7 separate regions of the Mus musculus genome follow, and regions 1, 2, 4, 5, 6 and 7 are each linked to region 3. A link is a contact called in public Hi-C, HiChIP or PLAC-seq and promoter capture Hi-C data. All regions are on one chromosome and are shown on one strand. Each heading gives the region's core, a stretch centred on a gene start, on an enhancer-like site or on the middle of the called end of the contact. The rest is flanking DNA. Distances are from core to core; before and after follow the strand shown.

The links. Promoter capture Hi-C pulls out the DNA fragments that hold promoters and counts their contacts. A called contact is a pair of places that touch in the nucleus more often than the background predicts. HiChIP or PLAC-seq counts read pairs in DNA pulled down with a chosen protein or histone mark. Capture Hi-C pulls out chosen DNA fragments and counts their contacts.
Region 1: a contact with region 3 is called in a Hi-C map of bone marrow-derived macrophages, with 15 read pairs. The contact joins the enhancer-like site here to the promoter of Serp2 in region 3. A contact is called at or near these places in 7 of 39 promoter capture datasets (the 3T3-L1 cell line, the C10 cell line, HPC-7-derived erythroid cells and 3 more), 2 of 484 Hi-C or Micro-C datasets (bone marrow-derived macrophages and uterus) and 3 of 9 other capture datasets (adipose tissue, liver and pancreatic islet).
Region 2: an H3K4me3 HiChIP or PLAC-seq map of embryonic limb bud shows a contact between it and region 3, with 6 times the contacts expected there. The contact joins the enhancer-like site here to the promoter of Serp2 in region 3. A contact is called at or near these places in 10 of 39 promoter capture datasets (the HPC-7 cell line, cranial neural crest, embryonic stem cells and 5 more), 1 of 484 Hi-C or Micro-C datasets (bone marrow-derived macrophages), 12 of 115 datasets of contacts at active chromatin or transcription factors (acute myeloid leukemia, astrocytes, craniofacial prominence and 9 more) and 4 of 9 other capture datasets (adipose tissue, embryonic stem cells, liver and 1 more).
Region 4: an H3K27ac HiChIP or PLAC-seq map of the NIH/3T3 cell line shows a contact between it and region 3, with 9 times the contacts expected there. The contact joins the enhancer-like site here to the promoter of Serp2 in region 3. A contact is called at or near these places in 18 of 39 promoter capture datasets (the 3T3-L1 cell line, 3T3-L1-derived adipocytes, the HPC-7 cell line and 12 more), 13 of 484 Hi-C or Micro-C datasets (the AML12 cell line, the C2C12 cell line, Sertoli cells and 9 more), 13 of 115 datasets of contacts at active chromatin or transcription factors (the NIH/3T3 cell line, craniofacial prominence, embryonic fibroblasts and 9 more) and 4 of 9 other capture datasets (adipose tissue, embryonic stem cells, liver and 1 more).
Region 5: a promoter capture Hi-C map of pancreatic islet shows a contact between it and region 3. The contact joins the promoter of Gpalpp1 here to the promoter of Serp2 in region 3. A contact is called at or near these places in 1 of 39 promoter capture datasets (liver), 1 of 115 datasets of contacts at active chromatin or transcription factors (extraembryonic endoderm stem cells) and 1 of 9 other capture datasets (pancreatic islet).
Region 6: a contact with region 3 is called in a promoter capture Hi-C map of hippocampal neurons, with 4 times the contacts expected there. The contact joins the enhancer-like site here to the promoter of Serp2 in region 3. A contact is called at or near these places in 8 of 39 promoter capture datasets (the 3T3-L1 cell line, the C10 cell line, cranial neural crest and 4 more), 2 of 484 Hi-C or Micro-C datasets (cerebral cortex and uterus), 1 of 115 datasets of contacts at active chromatin or transcription factors (pancreatic cancer cells) and 3 of 9 other capture datasets (adipose tissue, liver and pancreatic islet).
Region 7: an H3K4me3 HiChIP or PLAC-seq map of stem cell-derived neural progenitor cells shows a contact between it and region 3, with 4 times the contacts expected there. The contact joins the promoter of Lacc1 here to the promoter of Serp2 in region 3. A contact is called at or near these places in 3 of 115 datasets of contacts at active chromatin or transcription factors (embryonic stem cells and stem cell-derived neural progenitor cells) and 1 of 9 other capture datasets (adipose tissue).

The regions. Positions count from the first base shown.
Region 1 is chr14:76,930,085-76,932,933 of GRCm38.p6, reverse strand. No RefSeq gene overlaps it. Among named protein-coding and RNA genes, the nearest start is that of Gm30365, 94 kb to the right of the region's middle. Within about 2 kb of position 1,268, at least 12 of the 459 cell types and tissues checked have an H3K27ac peak or open chromatin away from gene starts, as enhancers often do. A contact at or near this core is called in bone marrow-derived macrophages, where this site is marked.
Region 2 is chr14:76,857,314-76,860,148 of GRCm38.p6, reverse strand. No RefSeq gene overlaps it. Among named protein-coding and RNA genes, the nearest start is that of Gm30365, 21 kb to the right of the region's middle. Within about 2 kb of position 1,523, at least 34 of the 459 cell types and tissues checked have an H3K27ac peak or open chromatin away from gene starts, as enhancers often do. A contact at or near this core is called in bone marrow-derived macrophages, embryonic limb bud and second pharyngeal arch cranial neural crest, where this site is marked.
Region 3 is chr14:76,555,352-76,558,260 of GRCm38.p6, reverse strand. Serp2 (stress-associated endoplasmic reticulum protein family member 2) reads left to right here and starts at 1,574. Exons shown (of 3, transcript NM_001160326.1): 1 at 1,574-1,830. The coding sequence starts at 1,747.
Region 4 is chr14:77,007,060-77,009,791 of GRCm38.p6, reverse strand. No RefSeq gene overlaps it. Among named protein-coding and RNA genes, the nearest start is that of Lacc1, 28 kb to the left of the region's middle. Within about 2 kb of position 1,346, at least 11 of the 459 cell types and tissues checked have an H3K27ac peak or open chromatin away from gene starts, as enhancers often do. A contact at or near this core is called in the C2C12 cell line and the NIH/3T3 cell line, where this site is marked.
Region 5 is chr14:76,109,372-76,112,071 of GRCm38.p6, reverse strand. Gpalpp1 (GPALPP motifs containing 1) reads left to right here and starts at 1,257. Exons shown (of 8, transcript NM_026177.3): 1 at 1,257-1,455. The coding sequence starts at 1,368. It overlaps Nufip1 (nuclear fragile X mental retardation protein interacting protein 1), which reads right to left and starts at 1,181. Exons shown (of 10, transcript NM_013745.5): 1 at 746-1,181; 2 at 75-148. The coding sequence starts at 1,139.
Region 6 is chr14:76,950,187-76,953,061 of GRCm38.p6, reverse strand. No RefSeq gene overlaps it. Among named protein-coding and RNA genes, the nearest start is that of Lacc1, 85 kb to the left of the region's middle. Within about 2 kb of position 1,486, at least 100 of the 459 cell types and tissues checked have an H3K27ac peak or open chromatin away from gene starts, as enhancers often do. A contact at or near this core is called in adipose tissue, cerebral cortex, hippocampal neurons and 2 more, where this site is marked.
Region 7 is chr14:77,035,238-77,037,937 of GRCm38.p6, reverse strand. It overlaps Lacc1 (laccase domain containing 1), which reads left to right and starts at 1,321. Exons shown (of 8, transcript NM_172488.2): 1 at 1,321-1,441; 2 at 1,948-2,126; 3 at 2,533-2,700. The coding sequence starts at 2,584. It overlaps Ccdc122 (coiled-coil domain containing 122), which reads right to left and starts at 1,166. Exons shown (of 6, transcript NM_175369.4): 1 at 967-1,166.

The sequences.
Region 1 (2,849 bases), core at 19-2,518, 370 kb before region 3:
ACCTGAGGATGTGGGCTGGCCCTGGTTTTAGAACTGCTGGCACCTTCAGAGGCAGGCATTGCAGTCGTACAGTAGCACATAGCTCCTTGTCATCCCAACCTTTGAATGTCACATGTGGACTTTTTTTGACCTGCTGTTTTTGCTGACAGAGCTACCTGTAGGTATCTTCCACATCTGAGGTGGCTTCTTGCTCAGTAACAACTTCTACAATGTCACTTTTCTGGCTCTTTCCTCCTGTGAGAAGTATAGCACCTATCAATACACTGGTCTTTAGAGATTTGGTGATGTAGAAATTCTATCTATTGTTAACAATCAAACCAAAGGGGCTGACTAAGGGTCTGTAATATACAACTCTGGAGGCAATGGAATCAGATCTTGCAAGGATAAACTTGCTCTTCAGCTTTCTGGAGAACCTTTGAGTAAAGCTCATACTTAGGACTTACTATGCCTTCTTCAGTCAAGCAAACAGTTGCATGCTCACGGGTCCTCTTGGTGGGCTTATGCCACTCTGAGGAGCTTTTTCCTTGGTAGCTAGCATCTTCACTCCTTCAGATTTTCCCATTGAAAACATCCCCTGATGTTTCTGGCTTCCCCAAAACCTTTGCAGATCACTCCTCTCTAAATCTCTGGGTGTGTTGGAGATAGCTCAGCAAGTAAAGGCCCTTGCCACCAAGCCTGATGACTTGAGTCTGATCCCCAGGACCTACTTGGTGGAAGGAGAGAGCCCCCACTTGTACATTATCCTCTGACCTCTACACTCCAAGCCTGTGGGCATGTGGACATACGTACACACACACAGTCTTCTGACCTTCATGCTCCAGGCCTATAGACACACACACAATAAATTCACGTGGAGAAAAAAAAATCCAAATCTCTTCATATTCAGTTGGCCTAGTCTAAGCTTGTTTGAAGCCATGTTAGAACAATTGATACATTCAATTTGATTTTTTGTTTACACATTACTATGTTTTTTTGTTAAGCCATACATTCTACCCATTCCAGGTGCATAGAGAGTATAGTTTTAGATGTCACCATAAAGTTGAAAACCACAAGTTCTGCACATAGTTTATGATATTCAGGAAAGCTGATCGGTGCTCTGGGGTATGGGGGGGGGGTCATATTTAAGTTGGCTGAGAAGACAGGAGACATGATTGCTGGAGGAACGGAAGGCCACAGGGCTCCCTTTCCAAGCTGTATTCCATTGAAAGTGCCTGTTCAAAGCAAAGGAGAATCATTGTGACTCAAAGCCCTGATAATAGCATGTGACAGATATTTGACCACTTCCTGCTTTGAGCTCTCAGTCCAGCTCCTTAAGAACATATGTCAAGCAGACCTCAAAACACACTCAAAGAGGAATTTCATCTATAAACAAAGTCTTCAATGAAGTAAAATCCCATACTGAAGGCAGAAAGGCCACTCTCTTCAAGCTTTGTTGTTCCCACAGCACAGGGAACATTTTGTTCAATTCTTTGATTGAAGATGGATGGGAGGAATGAAACCCAGTTTGGTTTGGGAACTTAGCTACAGTATCATTTTGTCAAATTCTGTAATACTTTACATGTAGGATTCCATAGACCTCACCTGCTACTGGAGAACCAACGGGCATCATGGGAGAGAGTCAAACAGTCAGTCTGCATGGGCAGTGGAGAGCCTTGTGTTAGAAGCATTCAGGACTAGAGAGGGAAAGGCATGTCCTACATTCTCATGCACACGAAGGCATAACCTGACCCAGGTATATTCCAACTGTGAATGAAGAGGTGCTTATAACAGGGTTTAATTGTACTCATCTGGAATTTCGCCCCTCCTTGCAGTTGTGGGATTTAATTAATCCTCACCCAGAGGCCAGGCTCTTCAAGGCAAATGCCATAGAAGGGCAAAGAGTTACCTCAATGTGGCTTATAGCTAGATTCAGCCAGTTTCTATTTTATTACTATTCTCTATTGTTTAGAGAACCTTGCTGAACGATTGGATTGTATTTGTGCCTTGGGGCCCTTGAGAGCAATTGGAAAATACATTATAGAATAAACCACAAGATTATTAAAATGACTTCAAGCAGTAGGAATCTAATTTTTAGAGGAGCCTGTAATGTCTGTATTTATTCACATTCCATCCCTTAATTATTCATGCTCCATATTTTGAGAATAAAACGTATGTGTTCTCATCTAATTATCTCATCCCCCTCCACTGCGTAAGCCCTTCTTCATTTCTCATCTGTGAAGCAACCCTGCCCTCTGACAAGAAATTTCAGGGGGACAAGTAATATAAATGACAACACCAGAATTCCTCTCTAGTCTGCTTATCCTCCAGCATGTAGCCATTTCCCTCCTAAAATGGATACTCCCTTAGCCAAGTAGAGCATGGCAGACCTCACCGTAGTAGGAAAAGGCTTAACGCAAGGATTCCTCCTATTGCTCTTTGTTTCTCTTGGTTCGTATCCATCTCTGCCCCTTTCTTCTCTGAGGTGATGGTCATTGGGCTGTGCTACCATTTGATTCTAAAAGGACTCATGTGTTAAAGGCCTGGCTACCAGATGACAGCTTTCTGAGTTGTGATTGAAACACAAAGGTTACAACTTCTTCAATGGTTTGATTTGTTGATGGGCTATAGGGGAATGGGCTAGTTAGGAGGTAGGTCCTGGTTGGAGCTGGTCCCTCAACACTGCCTAGGACCTTAGGCAGTGACTCTAGCTGCTCACTGAGCTACCTTGAGGCAAGAAGATTTCTCTACAGTGATTTTTCTTTTTACCATTTTGCTTCAACATAAGCAAGTAGTGAACAGGGCCAACCTACCTATGAAACCCCCAACCTCAGTAAAAACAAGACAAAACAAAAACAAAAATCCAGGTTCTG
Region 2 (2,835 bases), core at 274-2,773, 300 kb before region 3:
AACCTACTAAGAGGATATTGCAATTCTTAACATCTATGCACCAAATACAAGGGCAGCCAAGTTCATAAAAGAAACACTACTACAGCTTAAGTCACATACTAACCCTAACACATTGATAGTGGAAGACTTCAGTACCCCATTCTCACCAATAGTTCATCCAAACAAAAACTAAATAGAGAAATGCTAGAGCTAACTGATGTCATAAACTAAATGGACTTAACAGATATTTACAGAGCATTCCACCCAAATACAAAAGAATATACCTTCTTTTCAGCACCTCCTAGAACTTTCTTCAAAACTGACCACATACTTGGTCACAAAGCAAATTTGAACAGGTATAAGAAACAAAATTGAAATCATATCCTATGGATAAAAGCTGGACATTAGTAACAGAAATCTTATAAACTCACGGAAACTGAACAAGTCACTCCCGAATGAAAAATAAGTTAGGACAGAAATTAAGAGAGGAATGAAAAACATTTTAGAACTGAATAAAAATAAAAATGCAACATACCCCAAAATATGGAACACAGTAAAGGTGGTCCTAAGATGCCAGTTCATAGCATGAACTGCTTACATTAAAAATAAGAAAGAAAGGAAGAAGGAAGGAAAGAAAGAAAGAAAGCAAGCTCCTATATTAGTACCTTACCGACACACCTGTACACTCTAGAACAAAAGAAGAAATAATACCCCAAAGGAGTGAAGAGCAAGATTCAATCAAACTAACAGCTAAAATTTGTAAAATAGAAACAAACAAAAATAATACAAAGAATAAATGAAACAAAGAGTTGATTCTCTGAGAAAATAATCAGTAATGACTCCTGTTTGTTTTCAAACGAGAAACGGAAAAGTTTTGGATCCAGATGGGAGGGTAGGTGGGGAGGAACCTGGAGAAATTGGGGGGGGGGGGCGGGAGATAGAAAACTATAATCAGAACATATTGTATAAAAATTAATTTTCAGTAAAAGAAATGGAAGATGTGTTGGAATTTGTTAATAGATTCAATATGGAAGTCTGTAAAGGAAAAGAATTAAGATTAATCACTGAGATGCTAGTTGGACAGTTGAATGGATGATGGAGATATATATATATATATATATATATATATATATATATATATATATATCCAAAATCAGGAGAATGGAAAATAGACTTTTAGTGAGGAAATCGCACATTTGCAACATTAAGGTTGATGTGCCAGCAAGGCATTGGAGTAGAGCATCAGCATTTACACATGCTCCTCAACTAATTTAAATACTTTTGAGTTCTTACTTCCTGTAGGAACTGAACCTAATGTGGAATACACAGGGGAGAGCGGGGCCTCAGCCTCATGACATTTACAACCCTTCAGGCAGGACAAACACTGGGCAAAGAACTAAGATGCTGGGAGAGTGAGGAAAAACTAAGGGACTCAGGAACGAGGAGGCAGGAGGGAGGGCTGACAGTCCTAGTGGTGACTGAAGGTACCATTTAAAGTCCAGCTCTGAAATACAAATGCAATTAGCTTAGTGGAAAGAGAGGGAGAGAGCTACAGGCAGAACATGTGTGGGACATGTGTGGTACCCCGGGGCAGGAGAGGTTAGAACTTTCCAGGAACCACTTCCTTAGGACTAATTATTTCCCAGGAGAGGCCAGTTCGTGTGGAATTCCTGTTATTGGGTTGGTTTCCGTACTTGTCCGAACATGCTGGAATAACCAACAGCAAACCCAACCCACACACACAGTCCAGCCAGAACTATTACTACTGAGTCTGAAAGCTCTTGGGTCATTCTTTCAGCCCCAGAGCTCCTTGTTACGGACCACAGAGCCCTGGCAGGCTTCTTAATTTTCACCTGCCGCTCGCAGAATCTTAAAGAGTGTTGCAGGAAAATCATGTAGTACAAAAGATGGCAAGAATTAATAAGGAGGTACTAGCCTTGCCTTGAACTATAGAGACACTTCAGGGAATGAAGGTGAACAGAGAGAGAGAATAACACGTGTTTGGAAGTGGCACACATTTGGAGAAGGGGGAACTTATGAACTAGTTTATTCATGAAACTCCAACAGCATCCTTTCTGGAGACCATGGTCTTTCTCAGCTGCAAGAGGGCTCCCACATTTGGTAACAGCTGTGATTTTTTTTTAACCAGTGGTTTTCTTCAGATTCACCAGTGCTAAAGGCTGATGTAATGATCTAGTGATCCCACCAAGAAGAGAATAGGAACCTCCAGGAGCCAAGCTTAAGATGGGCCACAGAACTTTGCCTCCAGCAGCCATGCGTCCATAACCTTCACAGGAAGTACAGAAGCAAACCACTTAGAGGAAGACCCTGGCCCTTCAGGAACTCTAATATCCCCAAGCCCCATACCCTCTCCAGTCCCAGAGTCTCTGCCATTTAGATTCCCTCAAGCTTAGCTTTCCCCCAAGACTGATTGGCACAATCAAGTTGTCTTTGGTTGATTCTTAAAGTGTGATTGCATAAAGACAGACAAAACCAAACAAACAGACAAAAATAACCAACTCAGTGCCAATTGTCAGAAAATGAAGACAAGAAAGGAGAAGGTAGAGTGAGGCGAATCCTAGAAAGCAGAAGTGAACCTATTGTGAAACTGTCTCCCATGAGTCCCAGTATTCATCGCAGCTTCCAGATATTGGCACCAGAGACCACAGCTGAGTGATAATTAGGCACCAAGCAATCCTAGCTCGCTCGTCCCCCCCTCCCCACCCCCCACCCCCGTCTACTGTCTATTGCTCTTCCTTAACAGTTTAGAAAAGTCAAAGCATTGGACGTGCAACCCGTGTGGAGGAACACTGGAAACCTGGAGCCTGGGCTTTGTTTCCTTGTCTCGAGAGAGAG
Region 3 (2,909 bases), core at 325-2,824:
GAATAGGTCAGACTTAAGTGGTCCTGTGATGTTGGTGGCTGCTCATACTGTTAATGAAGCCAGTAGCTGCTCATTCAAGTGAAGAGATTTCTAACCAGTTGATAGAAGGGTATATTGGCTGGTTTTGTCTAACTTGACCCAAGCTGGAGTCTTCAGAGTGGAAGGAGCCTCCGTTGAGAAATGAGACTATGAGCTCCAGCTGTAAGGCATATTCTTAATTACAGATTGAAGGGGAGGCCCCAGCCCATTGTGGGTGGTGCCATCCCTGAGCAGGTGGGCCCAGATTCTATTAGAAAGCAGGTTGAGCAAGCCAGAAAAAGTAAGCCAGTCAGCAGCACCCTCCACAGCCTCTGCATCAGCTCCTGCTTCCAGGTTTCTGCCCTGCTTGAGTTTCATCCCAACAGAAACTCTAAGATAAACCGTATCCTAAAGAGCTCTTCCTAGCTTTCTACCCACATAAGAAATTCTACCCATACCAGAGCCTATTGAAGCATCCTCCAGGCACAGATAGATAGGATCAGAGATGCATCCGACATATCTGGTCTACACAGCTCTCACTCCTTACCCTTGAGTGCTATTTTGTATTGTCCTAACCCTGGACCACCTCTTCCCACTTCTCCAGATGTCCCTCCTGAGCTCCAAGGAGCCATATTTGTTGAGGAAAGATAAGCGGTTCAGCCCCCACTCCTCCCCTAGCTAAATCTCGGGGTCAGCATCTGGATATTCAAATATTGATTTTTGTCCTTTCACTGCAGAGAAACTCCCAATGCTGTCTGGGAGCTCACACTTAGTACCCCATAGAACAGGGATGCCTGAAGGTCCAAGATGCCCCAAGACAGTAGTGGTGGTGGGGCAGTGGGGGATAAGAGTCCAAGCCTGGTCAACACTTTGGTTATGGGCAGTGGCCATCCATTCTTCCTGTACTGTAGGCTCATGAACCCTTTGCCCTCTATGCACTCAGTGGTTTCTGGGGCAATCTGCTAGTGTGATGACCACCACTGCCAAGGTGAGGTCTGGTCCAACTCCACCCTCATCCACATTTTTCAGGGACCAGAAAGAGGCTTCTTGGCTCTTCGTCCCATGTCACAAAGGGTCTCTTTTTGCACAACCCAACTTGCCAAGTGGGGTTTCCTCAGACACCTAAAGGGCAGGTTCTTTTGGGGTGTTTCCCAACAGTACTACCCAAACCTGGCCAGGCTCAGCTCTGAGACTCAGCGCTCGATGCCTAGGGTCTAGCCTTCAGCTTGAAGCACCAGCGCCCCAATCCCTGCCTGTCCCGAGGTGGTCAGGAAACAGTCAGAGGTCACCAGGCTGGGTGCGGCTGCGTCCCCACCCCCCACGCACGCACAAACGCCGGGTCGCCCGAACCCTATGCCCCGCAGCGTTCGATCTCAGGACCCGGACACCCCGGGCCACGGTGCCCTTGGGCTTGGCGCGCGGCGCTGTGTCAGCGCCCGCCTCTCGCTTCCCGCCTCCTGCCTCGGTGGCCGCGCAGGGTAGGTAGCTGGGGGGACCGGAAGGATGGCGAGGAAGTCGGAGAGGGTTTCCTGAGATGAGAGATTACTTCCGTCCGCGCGCTGGCCTCTCTCTGGAGCCGGCTGGCTGGGGCTCCGGGAGCGGGGTGCGCGGGGCTCGGCCGTGCCTTGCCACCTGCAGCGCCCGGGCAAGCCGCGGGGCGCTGCGGCTACGGCTCACCCCGGCCATCGTTGCAGGTGGGAGTCGAGAGCATCCCCAAGCGCCCAAGCCATGGTGGCCAAACAGCGGATCCGGATGGCTAACGAGAAGCACAGCAAAAACATCACCCAGAGGGGAAACGTAGCCAAAACCCTGGTAAGGCGGGGGCGGCGCCGGCCGGGCCGAGCTGGCAGGACCCGCGGGGCGGAGCGGGGCGGGGCGGGCGGGCCGTGGGCTCGGAGCCAGGCCTCCCGGCCCCTCCTCCGGGGTCCCGCAGGCTGGGGGACCCAGCGGGGCTCTGGGGGGCGCAGACTGCTCTGCTTTCTCGTGGGCGGAGAGGGCTCTGGTTGGTGGAGACTCCCCAAGAGAAGGAGCCATCGTCCTTGAAAAAGGCTAAAAGCTGCATCTTAGGGGCCAGTGAAGCCAACTGGGCTGGGAGCCTACTAAGTGAATGAATGAACGAAAGGATGAACGAATGATAGAATGCCACTTATCCACAGCTTCCAGGCTCCGCCCCTGGACTCTCTCCCCACCCCCATGCTAAGATTTTTCTTTCCACCCTTTTTGTGATCGTCTGTCTCTTCTCCCTGTGTGTGTGTGTGTGTGTGTGTGTGTGTGTGTGTGTGTGTACATATATATTATATATATGGTATAAAAGTAGGGCGTGAGATTCCGAGCTACATTTCTCTTCACCCTCCTCTTTCTCTTGCAAACTGAAGCCGCCTCAGCCAAAGCTGAGTGCATCGTTACTGCCTATAATTCACCGTATGGATTCTGGCGCATTATGATGCTGTAACTGTAGCGACCAGCTTAGTGCCCGAGGTTCTTTGCTCCCAGACTGTGTATTAAAGCTTTACCCCTGGAATCTTAAGTAAACTGTGTACCTTAAGTGCAGAGATTTCCTTTAGGAAACCAAGTTATCTGCTCCAGAAAATGTCAGGCCTGTGACTTTGAACCATCCAAGGCTTGTGTGGGTTTGCATCGTTGCGAAGAACTGGTTTGCAAAGGCGCCTGGAATCTATTAGCCCATACGATTATGGGGAAGTCCAGCCGAAGCTTGGGTTTGTCTGGAAACGCAGACTTGATGAGGCAATGCCTTTTAGCAAAGAAATTATGTTGGTTTGATTAACTGAGGGGAAAAGCTGGCTGTGTAGTCATCACACCGGAATTCTTGTTAAACCAAGCAGAATTGTGGCAGAGAAGCCATGGCGTCAAACTACTCAGAGCTTTGTACA
Region 4 (2,732 bases), core at 97-2,596, 450 kb before region 3:
CTGATTATAATGGGAGATCTGGCTCATTTTCTTAAAACATTATTCAGAATAGCTTTCACTTTTACCGAAAATTGCAAAGATAATAGAACGAGTCATATTAACCCCACTCCTAGTGTCTCTGAACATCTTACATTAGTTTGATTTACTTCTTGAAATTAATGAACTGGTGTTAATACACTATTATCAAATAAAATCCATACTTCAGTAAAATTAAATTTCTTTTCACCTAATGTCTTTTTTTTTGATGACCTAATATTTCAGCCTTTTCTTTGGGGACCCCATCTAGGATCCCCCACTGCATCTAATCAGAACTCCTTGTGTTGATCTTAGCTGTAACAGTTTTATGATTCCAGGATGTTGCGTGATCACCGCAGCATTGAGCTGTGTTAGTCAGGTATTTTGTTGAGTATCTCTCAATTTGGCTTCATCAACTCTTCCTCCATGGTTTAATGTACAATGCACTGAGTTGTGCTCAATCTCAGCGAGGGGTGTGGAATCCGCACAAATCGTGTGAAACCCTATCTGGGACGTTTACTATTTATCTCATCATTTATAGAACATGGTCTTTTGAGTAGGTATTGTTGGGTTATAGACATATTGGTTTATTTTTGTGGCCCCAAAGAGCCATTTGGAGCTTCTGTAGACGGATTCCCACGCATCTTTGATATAATCCCATCCTTATTCCTTTTGAACTACAGAGCTATAAATCACTTTATTTACTAGGATTACCTGATACTTTTTAATGCATCACCATGATTCAATTTTTAAAAACGTTGAGTGTCTATTGAAAGCAGGGCCTTGGATTAGAAATATTTTTTAAATCTCTTATGGTGTCTCTTCAGATTTAAGAACAGGTGTGTCCTTTTCAGTGGAGAATCGTTTCAGTGACACCGAGGCCCACACAGTTTACTCCAGCATGACCCAACTTGGGCGCTTTATTTACCTGGCTGTGTTCATAACCAGAGAATCTGCATGCAAATCTTAAGGACCCCTTCATTTTCTTCATGTCTAAGTATGCATAACAAAAGTCCAGAACTTTGGGAGTTGGGGGGGGGGGTGCCAGCCCTGGGTCCAGCCCCAATACTACTTAGTTTCATGACTGTAGTGACAAAATAACACAAATTACTTTTTTTTTTATGATACCTTGTAGATACTGGGTGCTGATTTTAGAAAATGCACATCATTGAGGATGTAGGTGTCTCATGGTGCCCTTAAACTGAACACAGAGATTTGACCCTCTTGGTTTGCATGATGTCATGGGGCGTGGGGGGTGGGGGAGCGTTGTGTTGAATGAGAAGGAGCCATGCTTAGCAGTTGAATAAAACATTGGGTAGACTGCCACCAGGTGGCAGAAGCACTCTGATTGGCAAGGACACTCCTAAAGGACTTGCAGGTAATTAGCCAGCTCTTCCTCTTAGTCACTGCTTCAAGTTCAGATGACAGGAACAGGTCTGAATGTACAATTGAGCTTTATAATTTCCTATCAAGACACCAGCGATCTTTCAGGTTCCCAAGCAGAAGTCTTTGAGTTATTTTTGTTACATCTGATCTTTTATTTATTGAGAGATACTGCCTGTTCTGACCGGCTCCCCCGCCCCCCCCGCCCCCTACTTCTTTGCTCCTTTCGCAAAACCTCTGATTCAGATGTACCAAGAAAAAAAAAAAAAAAAAAAAAAACTTTAAACTGAATGCAACTTTCCAAGTCTGAGTCACTGCTTGTGAATTTTTTTTTTATTTGAGACCCTTCTTTCACCTCACCCATGCTCTGCAAATAGGAGTTACTTTTATGGTTCAGGGTTGGAGGTATTGTATGCAATATATATATATATATATATATATATATATATATATATATATATATACATACATACACACACACATATATACACACACACAATAAATATATATATGCACAAAATATATATGTACTATATATATATATGCACTATATATACACACATATATACACACATATATACACACATATATACATACACACACACACACAGCCACTCTTACACCAGACTCTATCTCTTCCCTCCTAGTAGAAAAAGCCTTGTCACAACATGGAGCTCTGCTCTGTTACAGGCAATGGCTAGGCACAGTAGGGACTCATGTGCTTCTTGCAGAGGAAGTCACGAAAACATTGGTCCTGAGGTTGAGTCTGAAGGTAATTCAAACAGTTGAAATGATCATAGAGGTGGGTTGAGGGGAAATGGCGTGATCTTTCAAAGCCCGACACTGTTATTTAGGTGTATAGGGCAGTGGTTAGAAATGATATTAAAATAAAGGGGCAAGAGACCACATTATGGGGGTGGCTGAACGACATGCAAAGAAGTTAGGACTTTATCTTTTGGGCATTGTTGTAAGGTCTAGAAAGAATAATAAGAAAGATAGACTTGCATTTCAGAAAGATGCCCCCATGGTTTTATAGAGATTCATGAGAGGGGAGTAAGATCTACCGCATGGAAACCACATTGGAATGACCACAGAGCCTGGATGGGTGGCGGGGATATTTAGACCTAAAACAAAGTAAGGAAAGGGCAGAATAGCACTTGTAAGTCAGCAAAGAATCAAGTCTGATTGAGGTAAATGGCTGGGTGGCCACCAGGTTCCTGGCTAAGGTCACTGGATGAGTGGGTGGTGATCTCATTCATTAGGACAGAGGATACAGCAGCTAGGAAGATTATATTGGTGATATGAGAAGCTAAATTTATTTTGGGAGCATTTTT
Region 5 (2,700 bases), core at 8-2,507, 450 kb after region 3:
CTGACAGTTACAACTTAATATATAGAGCAGTAACATTCAAGTTCAAAAGGCCACATTTATCATCTTGGAATTACCTTCGTTTTCTGTTTTCTGTTTTGAGGCAAATTGAATTTTGCATCATGTGATCGTGGAAAATAAGAATGTGTAACTAAAAAAGAAAAGAGGGTTTCATTTAAGATTGCAAAGGTACAATTGTTTATTGATCATTTTTTTCTTAGATTAAAAACAAAAACTGTGTAGGTAGCATGGAGTGCAGGTACTCTTGGAGGCCAGAAGAAAGCTATCGGCTCCTCTGAGGCTGGAGTTACAGGCAGTTGAGAGCCCAGTGTGGATGTTGAGAACCGAGCTTTGGTCCTCTGCAAGAGCAATAGAGTCTCATCGCCAACCCATTTCTCCACCTCCCCCCCAATCAATCCTTTTCTAATGCATACATACAATCATTACTTCCTAATACCTAGTTTTATCTCCTGTATCGCGTCTTCCTACACTGAGGGGATAGGAAGCTCTCAAAAGGTATGGATTTTTGTATGTTTTGTTTACTGCTATGCAAGTAGTCCCCAGTTTTATAGTTGGGTTAAATTAATAAAATTTTGGATGAGCAGGTGGCAGGAAACCTAGTGAGACACATTTTGAATACTCATTACCAGCCTCCAAAACTACAGCGCAAAGCTGAGAGATAAAAAGAGAAAGCTGGGAGAGGAAAGAAAGAGAAAGTAAAGTAGGGCCACTAGGAACTGCAGCTTACCCGGAGATTGGTAAGACGTGTGGTACGTGGAAAAACCATTAGGAGACAATCCCCAGTACCAAGGCGTGGAGGCTTGCAAATTCCAGGCCTGCTGGCCGCTGAACTGAGATTGAGCATCGGGCGGAGCCTGGGCATCGAAAGGAGGCTGCGCCGCGGGAAGAATCTGAGCATCGAACGGTGGAAGCGCTCCGGAGGGAGGCTGGGGCAGCACGTGAGGCTGTCCCTTCCGGCTCTGCTCCGAGCCCGCCACTGGGGACGACAGAGGAGGTGGTGGCGGCGGCAGCATGGCCCAGTACACCCAGTTGTCCCGCGGCGGCGCAGCTTCGCTCGGAGTCCCGGGCGCGGGAGTCAGATCCGGGGCCGAAGGCCACACGGCGGGTGCCGGTTCAGCCATGCCACCTAGCAAGCAGCGAGCCCAAAGTGCAACTGTGGAACTATCATTAAGCGTCACTTCCGTTACAGTAATCTGGCCAATGAGCCCATCGCGGGCTTACGTCATCAGACAAAGCCGGAAAAACCTTCGGGCCTTGCAGCAAATCCTGGTCTACACCGTCCAGCCTGGGTTTAGCTAAACTGCGTGTGCAGGTTGGCTTGGGCTTTGAGCGACTGTGCGTCGCAGCGAATGGCTAGGGACCTGATCGGGCCGGCACTGCCGCCAGGCTTCAAGGAGCACGCGACAGTTGAGGACGAGGAACGGGACCCGAGCCCGGGTAAGCAGCAGCGGGCGTCTGCACTCCCGGGAAGGACTGGCGACCACCGTGGAGTGGGCGCGGTCCGCCCTGGGGGAAAAGCTGGGCAACGCCTGAGTGTTTGGGACCCGATCATCGTTAAAATGACTATACAGTCCCAATTTGCTATTATTACGAATAGGACTGTGCTAACTGATCAATCTTCGTCCGGTCGTCTGTTTAACCCTTCCATCAACTGTATAAGAAAAGATGATGGATGGTGCATGTGTTACAAATGATGACAGCGGCTGATGAATCGGTGCCTAAGACACGCAGCTAGTCCGTGATGAAGCCCAAGTTAGAACCTAGTATCTCTATATCTTCAGATTTACAAGACTCTTGCCAAAGATCCTGTGCCTCTCTCCTCCCCGGCCTGACTTCCCGACCTCATTCTATCATTCCATCTTACACAGCAGCCCAGTGCCCACACAGTTCGAGTTTATGCTTTGACGATAGACTTTTGGGGGTGCTATGGTTGTACTTAAATGCCTGACAAAACGTCCTTCATATACCAGTTTAAGCGTCACCTTCCCGAGCATTGTCACGTCTTCCTCCGGGTTTTCCTCTCCCCAGTTACGCTAATATTTAACACATTCTGTTCAACTAATTTGTGGATATCTCAGTCTCCACCAATTCACTGTGTCTTGCAACCTTAACATGCATCTATGCCACATCAATACCTCGCACACTCTTTCATGCTTTTCCGGCTTTAGTGTTTGTTCCAGTTTGAAGGCCGGCGCTGACTCTACTTGGGAAAGAACAAAACTGACAGAATGTTGATCTGACTTTGTTTTTCTGGCTACCCAGAGACTATGTCTCCGGCAGATTCTTCCTTCCAGATCTTATTTCTAGTGCCGTTATTTTTAAAAATTCCCTTTATTCTTTGTTTTAGGAAGGAAATTTCTACCCAGTTAGGTTGAAGAAGTATGAGTGAATTCAATTTGGTAAATCCCCTGCAATTTCTTTACCTATTGTACAGGTAACAGACATTTGGGTAGATTCTGGTTTTGTTTTTGTTTTTAACTCTTACAAAGAGTGCCACTATGCACTGTGTATGTGTGTGCATGTGTATCTATCTGTCTGTCCGTCTATCTATCTCCTCTGTTATACACCCTCAGTTTCAGAATCCTACCAGTTTACCAAAGCCCTCAGTGAGTATAGGAGTTCTGATTGTTCCATGTTCTCCCTAATCATTTTCCTCTGTCTTTTCAATCTGGTGTTTTGAAG
Region 6 (2,875 bases), core at 237-2,736, 390 kb before region 3:
TACTGGGCTCAGGTGGAAATGGCTTTGTGACTGATTGTCATTCCATCCACGGAATCTGAAGCAAATGATACAGAATAAGATAACTAAAGAGCTCCTTATGCCCCTCGCCCCCCGCCGCCCCCCCGTAACAGAATAGGCAGGCAACAAGGCTAAGCGCCAGTTCTATTATTGACTGGACTCTAGAACATCGAGACTAGGTCTAATGCCAATCACTGCATTAAAGTGAAGCAACCAGACCCAGAGTATAACCTACACCATTCTCAATTACAAGTTCCATACTCCACCCTGACACCTGACACCATATTACACCACAGCCACCAGAGCAGCAAGAATCCCCCATCTCTGCACTTCTGGTAAGACCCACCTTCTATTTCTAAATCAAACAGGAAGAATCTACGGGTCCCATCTTTTTCTGCCTTCATGGTAACTTTGGTCTGGACATTTTTTTATCTTCTCTGCTTTGGCCCCTTTATTCCTCTAACAATAACCACCTAAATCAGTCATCCTCTCAACAGGAAGTGAAATTATTGAGCACTAATGATGATCAAACATATGAAGCATGAGAAAAAAAGATTAACAAAAAGCTCTTGGTCCTATGTTGCCATGTAAGTTTAAATCCTTGAGTGGTGTTGGATAGTAAATGAAGAATCATAGTATAAATACAGAGCAGTAACTGTGATGGGGAGGTGGCAGAGAGGCATACAGTGTGATTACATCCACAGAGAGACATCTAGGAGGAAAGCCAACCAGGAAGACTTCACAGGGAACACAATGACTCCACCGAGCTGGGCTCTCAAGGATGGAAGAACCTGGAGTTCTTGGCAAATTGGTCTTTTCCCTTATGAGGCCATAACGCAATACCTCCTAAGTCAGACTAGAACCTGAGAAAGCAAGGATCCTGTCAAACACGAGGCTCTCGTTCAACAGGCTCATCTACCCATGTTGGCACACAGGGCCTCTTCATTAGAGAATAAAAAGACAAGTTTCACTAGACTAAAAAGACTGAGACAGGCGCTCTGCTACGGTTGCTGAAATGCTGCTTGATAATTATATAATATCACTGAGTCCTGTCCTGCCATAGAGAATTGTCAGTGACTTTCTTTAAACATTTTCCTCTGATGGCTTTTCTGTAGCTTCCCTACTAACGCCTACTTCCAATCACTTCTCCAAGAGTTCAAGGACATTTGGGGCTTTAAGGAGTAGCTATTTCCTTTCTCCTCACAAAGAAATCTGCTTTTAGCCCACAACTAGAATGGACTTGGCTATTTAATTCCAGTCCCAAAGGAACGCTGATGTGTAAGTATAATTGTCAGGTGACACATTCTGCTTTCTGGAACTCCCAGGATAGAACTTAACAGCAGTGAGCAAGGGGACAGTTTGGCATTTGTGGTTGGAGAGTCTGATTAACAAGCTCCTTTCTAGGGAACAAGGAGTGCCAGCTGCCTGGCACTGGCTACTGACGTTCTGTGAGGGACCTTGGCAGGGATATGTCGCAAACCTCCCTGCAGAATTCCCCAAGCTAAGAGAAGCTCATGAGTCACAAGTTAGACTGCTCTGGCAGGCTCCTCCTCTTCGAGGGAAACTTGTGTGGCTCAGGAATTATAAAAAGGAAAATAAAAAGCAGCTATAGATTGGGGAGGCAGTACAAGGATGTGTGAGTATAGAACGGGGGTTCCCAACATTCCTAATGCTATGACCCTTTAATGCAGTCCCTCATGTTGTGGTGACCCCCCCCCACATGAAATTATTTTTGTTGCTACTTCATAACTGTAATTTTGCTATTTTTATGAATTGTAATGTAAATATCTGTGTTTTCCAATGACCTTAGGTGAGCCCTATGAAAAGATCATTCAACCCCCAAAGGGTCTCGACCCACAAGTTGAGAACCACTGGAGTACAGAGATGGAACGGGATACAAATGTGTAGATGCTGAGTCCCTATTCCCAGGGAGAATGAATAAAGATCAAACTTTAGTTCAGACTGTTTAACATTTCTTGCAATTGATCAGTGAAGTCCAAGTCACACCCCAGTGCACTCACACATTAAACAGGGTTGATGGGTTGTCAAATAAATTAATGTGTGAAATAATCAGCTTAAGAACTTCACATGTAGGAGGAATTCAAATCATTGCAAAAACTAGTGGGGCTGGTTGATGTTGAACACAGGAAGAGAAAGTTTAACTGTATTTACCTAAACATACACACACACACACACAAATTTTGTTTAATTTTTCACATGTGCTGTTTCCTGTGATGTCACTGTGACTTTTCTTTGTCCACTTTGATGAATTTATTTAGTTTTTAATTTCTAGTGCAAACAAAACATGTTCATGAATAATTCAGAAGCTAGAAAGCAACAGAAGGGAAGAGAGAAGGTCACAGGGAAATTCTAACCCAGGTGAGTGTTCTTGAGAATGTTGTCCACGTCCCTGCAGGAACCTCTGTGTGTCTCTAGAATAGACAGTGATTTTTAGCTCCATACTTGTTACAAGGTAAAACGCTGTCATGGTGGAGTGAACGCATAGACACCCTTTGTTCCTTTTGCAACACAGCAAAGAACTCTTGTTCATTTAGTATGTCCTCGGTGTGCTTTATCTTTCAGATGATGGTTCAGTGAAGAATTTGCTCATGGAAGGGGGAAGATGGAGGTGGGGTGGCTCAGAGGGGTCTGACTCTTCTGCAAATGATAGTAAAGTTTTTGGTTGACAGTAGAGAAGGATGCTGAGGAGAGACCACCTATTATGATGTCGATAAGAGAGAACACAGGCTCTGTAGAGGTGTGCTGCTGTGGGTTAGGAATCACACATCCCTTCTCTGGTGTTTTCTGAAAGTTTGCTAACTTTTTGTTGTCAGGCTGTTTGTGTGATGCTACTAGA
Region 7 (2,700 bases), core at 72-2,571, 480 kb before region 3:
TACTTGTTCCCATGTGCAACCAGGATTGAGAGGCTCTGTAGTAGCCTGGGAAAGGGGAGAGAGTGTTAAGAAATGCAGCCCAGACAGACCAGATGCTGAAGGAAATGGTATGTAAATACATTATCACAACTTCCCTAACAACTTAGCTATTTTGAAAGTTTTGTTACTGCCAGTGCTGTTGCATGAATGAATCCTGAGCTCTCATCCTTGGACATGAAAACAAGAAAAAAAGCTTCTAAACTTGCTTTTAAAAAAAAAAATCCATTTTCCTTAACAGACAGCAAGTTTATGCCAAGGCATGCATGTCTGATCAGATCTGTGTTATCTATCCCTCAGGGTTCCTGGAAGTGTCCAGCGAGCATTCAATGTGTGCCCTCTGAAAGTGATCACACGGCCTGGAGTAGGTTCTATGTGGGCTGGTTACCTTGGCCGCTAGTCAAGTTGAGATGGGTGCACACTTAACAAGACTTCTAGACTCCCGGATCCCCTAGAGTCTTCTCATTCAGGAAACACTTGAGCACTTGGAGGAAGACCAAGGAAAATGAAGGCCCTCTCCTTCCTCCATTGCCAGTCCTCAGAAAATGCGCTTTCTCTTACCTTCTCATATATTTTGAAGAGTGGGTATTTTTCCATTTACAACAGTACTTGATTTTCAAATTGTTGTTTTTAAATAAATAACATTAAACCCTTGGGGGACAAAGGAGCCTTAATTTTTATCTTATTGCTACTGTAAGAATGAATGCATTCCGTCCTGTGAGGGGACACACTTGGGGGGGGGGGTAAGAGAAATCGACGTTGCCAACACAAGTGAACAGTCAAGGATGTTGGTCCCAAATGAAAGTACAGAATCAGCCGAAAGGGGGAAAAAATGAAAACTAACTAGAAACTTAAAAACTAAACAAAAAGTGAAAAGAAAAAAGAAAAAAAAAAGCCACTCCCCCACAAAAGTCACCAGAGTCCCCTTACTTGAGCCCGGATTGGAGGGCGCTAAGTGACAAGCTGGCCACACTGCTGGGTCAGCAGATCCTTCTGGAGTCGCCACGGCCCGCGGGGAGAGGGGACGCTTCTTCCCTTCCCTTCCGGGCGCCTCACGGGACGCGCTCGCCCGCGGCTCTCCGGGCCCCCGCGCCTCAGCGCCCGGGCCTCAGGCGGCCTCCACGGTGACTGCGGGCGCTGACCCGGAACTGCTGAGCGGCGCGGGAATCCCCCGCAAGGGGCTCGGCCTTGCGTCTCCAGGGCGCCACCTCGCGGCCGTGGCGGGAACACCCAAACCCGGGCGCACGCCCGCGGGAGCCCGAGGCCGCCGGGAGGCCCGGGGACGCGGTGAGGCGGGCGGACCGGCCGGCCGGTGACTTTGGGAGCCACTGGGGTTCGAGCGCCGAGCCTGCAGCTCACGCCCCAGCTCGCGGCCGCCGAGGAGAGCGCGGGAAGCAGCCCTGCGGTGAGTCCCGGGCGGAGGGGAGGTCGGCGCGGCGACGGGACGGACGGACGCACACCGTGCAGTCCAGGCTCCTCCGAGGTCGCCTGCACGGCTGGCGGAAAGAATGAATGAAGGCGCCAGTGCCCTACGGGGCGGGCGGAGGTTGGGGTGGGCGTCGGGGTGAAGGCTCAGCAATGGTAGGTGTCAGAATTGGGGGTCACAGGGTCGGCAGAGGGGAGCTCCAGCCTGGACAGGGAGTTCAGAGAATCTGCAAGTGGTCAGAAATCGACCCTGATCCAAGTTGCAGTGGCTTTTGGGATTATCCCAAGTGCGGAGGACTGTGTAAACCTGGGGGGAAAGCCCAGCCTGTGGGCTAGCTTTTACCTTTAAAAAATGAGTGTGTTTGTTTGTTTGCTTGCTTATGGTGACAGACACCTTTACTCTTCTCTCTCTCTCTCTCTCTCTCTCTCTCTCTCTCTCTCTCTCTCTCTTTCTTTCTTTCTGGTGACATACACCTTTAATCCCAGCACTTGGGAGGCAGAGGCAGAGGCAAGCAGGTGTCTGAGGTCGAAGCCAGCCTGGTCTACATAGCTAGTTCCAGGACTGCTGGGGCTGTTAGACAGAGAAGCTCTGCCTCGAATCCCTGTCCCAACCGCAACCCCAAAGAAGATTGGCTGCTGATACTGCTCAACTTAATATCCTAAAGGTGAGACCTCAGTATTTCATGAGATGTGATCTAATCTTATAGACATGATGGGGATAATGACATAACAGATTTACATCCTATAATTAAAAAGACTTGATCTCAGACAACAAGTAATTTTGTACTTAAAATCTGCTATAAGGAAAACAAAGCATAATTTCTATTCTATAAAAATGTACCCAGCTGTTCACAAAATAAAAGATGGCTCTGCCCTTAATTGTCAGGATGAATGGTGCACTGGCTTTTCTGCTCTGCACACTACATTTATTTTGGTTACTTTTTGTATTGATGCAATTTACTTCCTATTTTTATTTTTATATTTATTTATTTATTTTTGTTCACCACAAATTTCGGTTGTATCTATAAGAAGATCGAATTTATTGTTATTTGTGATCACTTTTCTTTACAGCTGCTATGGCATAAAAAGTCTTTGGGGCAAAAAAGACTGCCTGATTGAAGAATGGCAGAAGCAGTCTTGATTGATCTCTCTGGTTTACAATTGAATGCACAGAAAAACTGCCATGAGACCTTACTGGAGACACTGGATGGTATTCACTACCACCACGCTCCCAAGGCC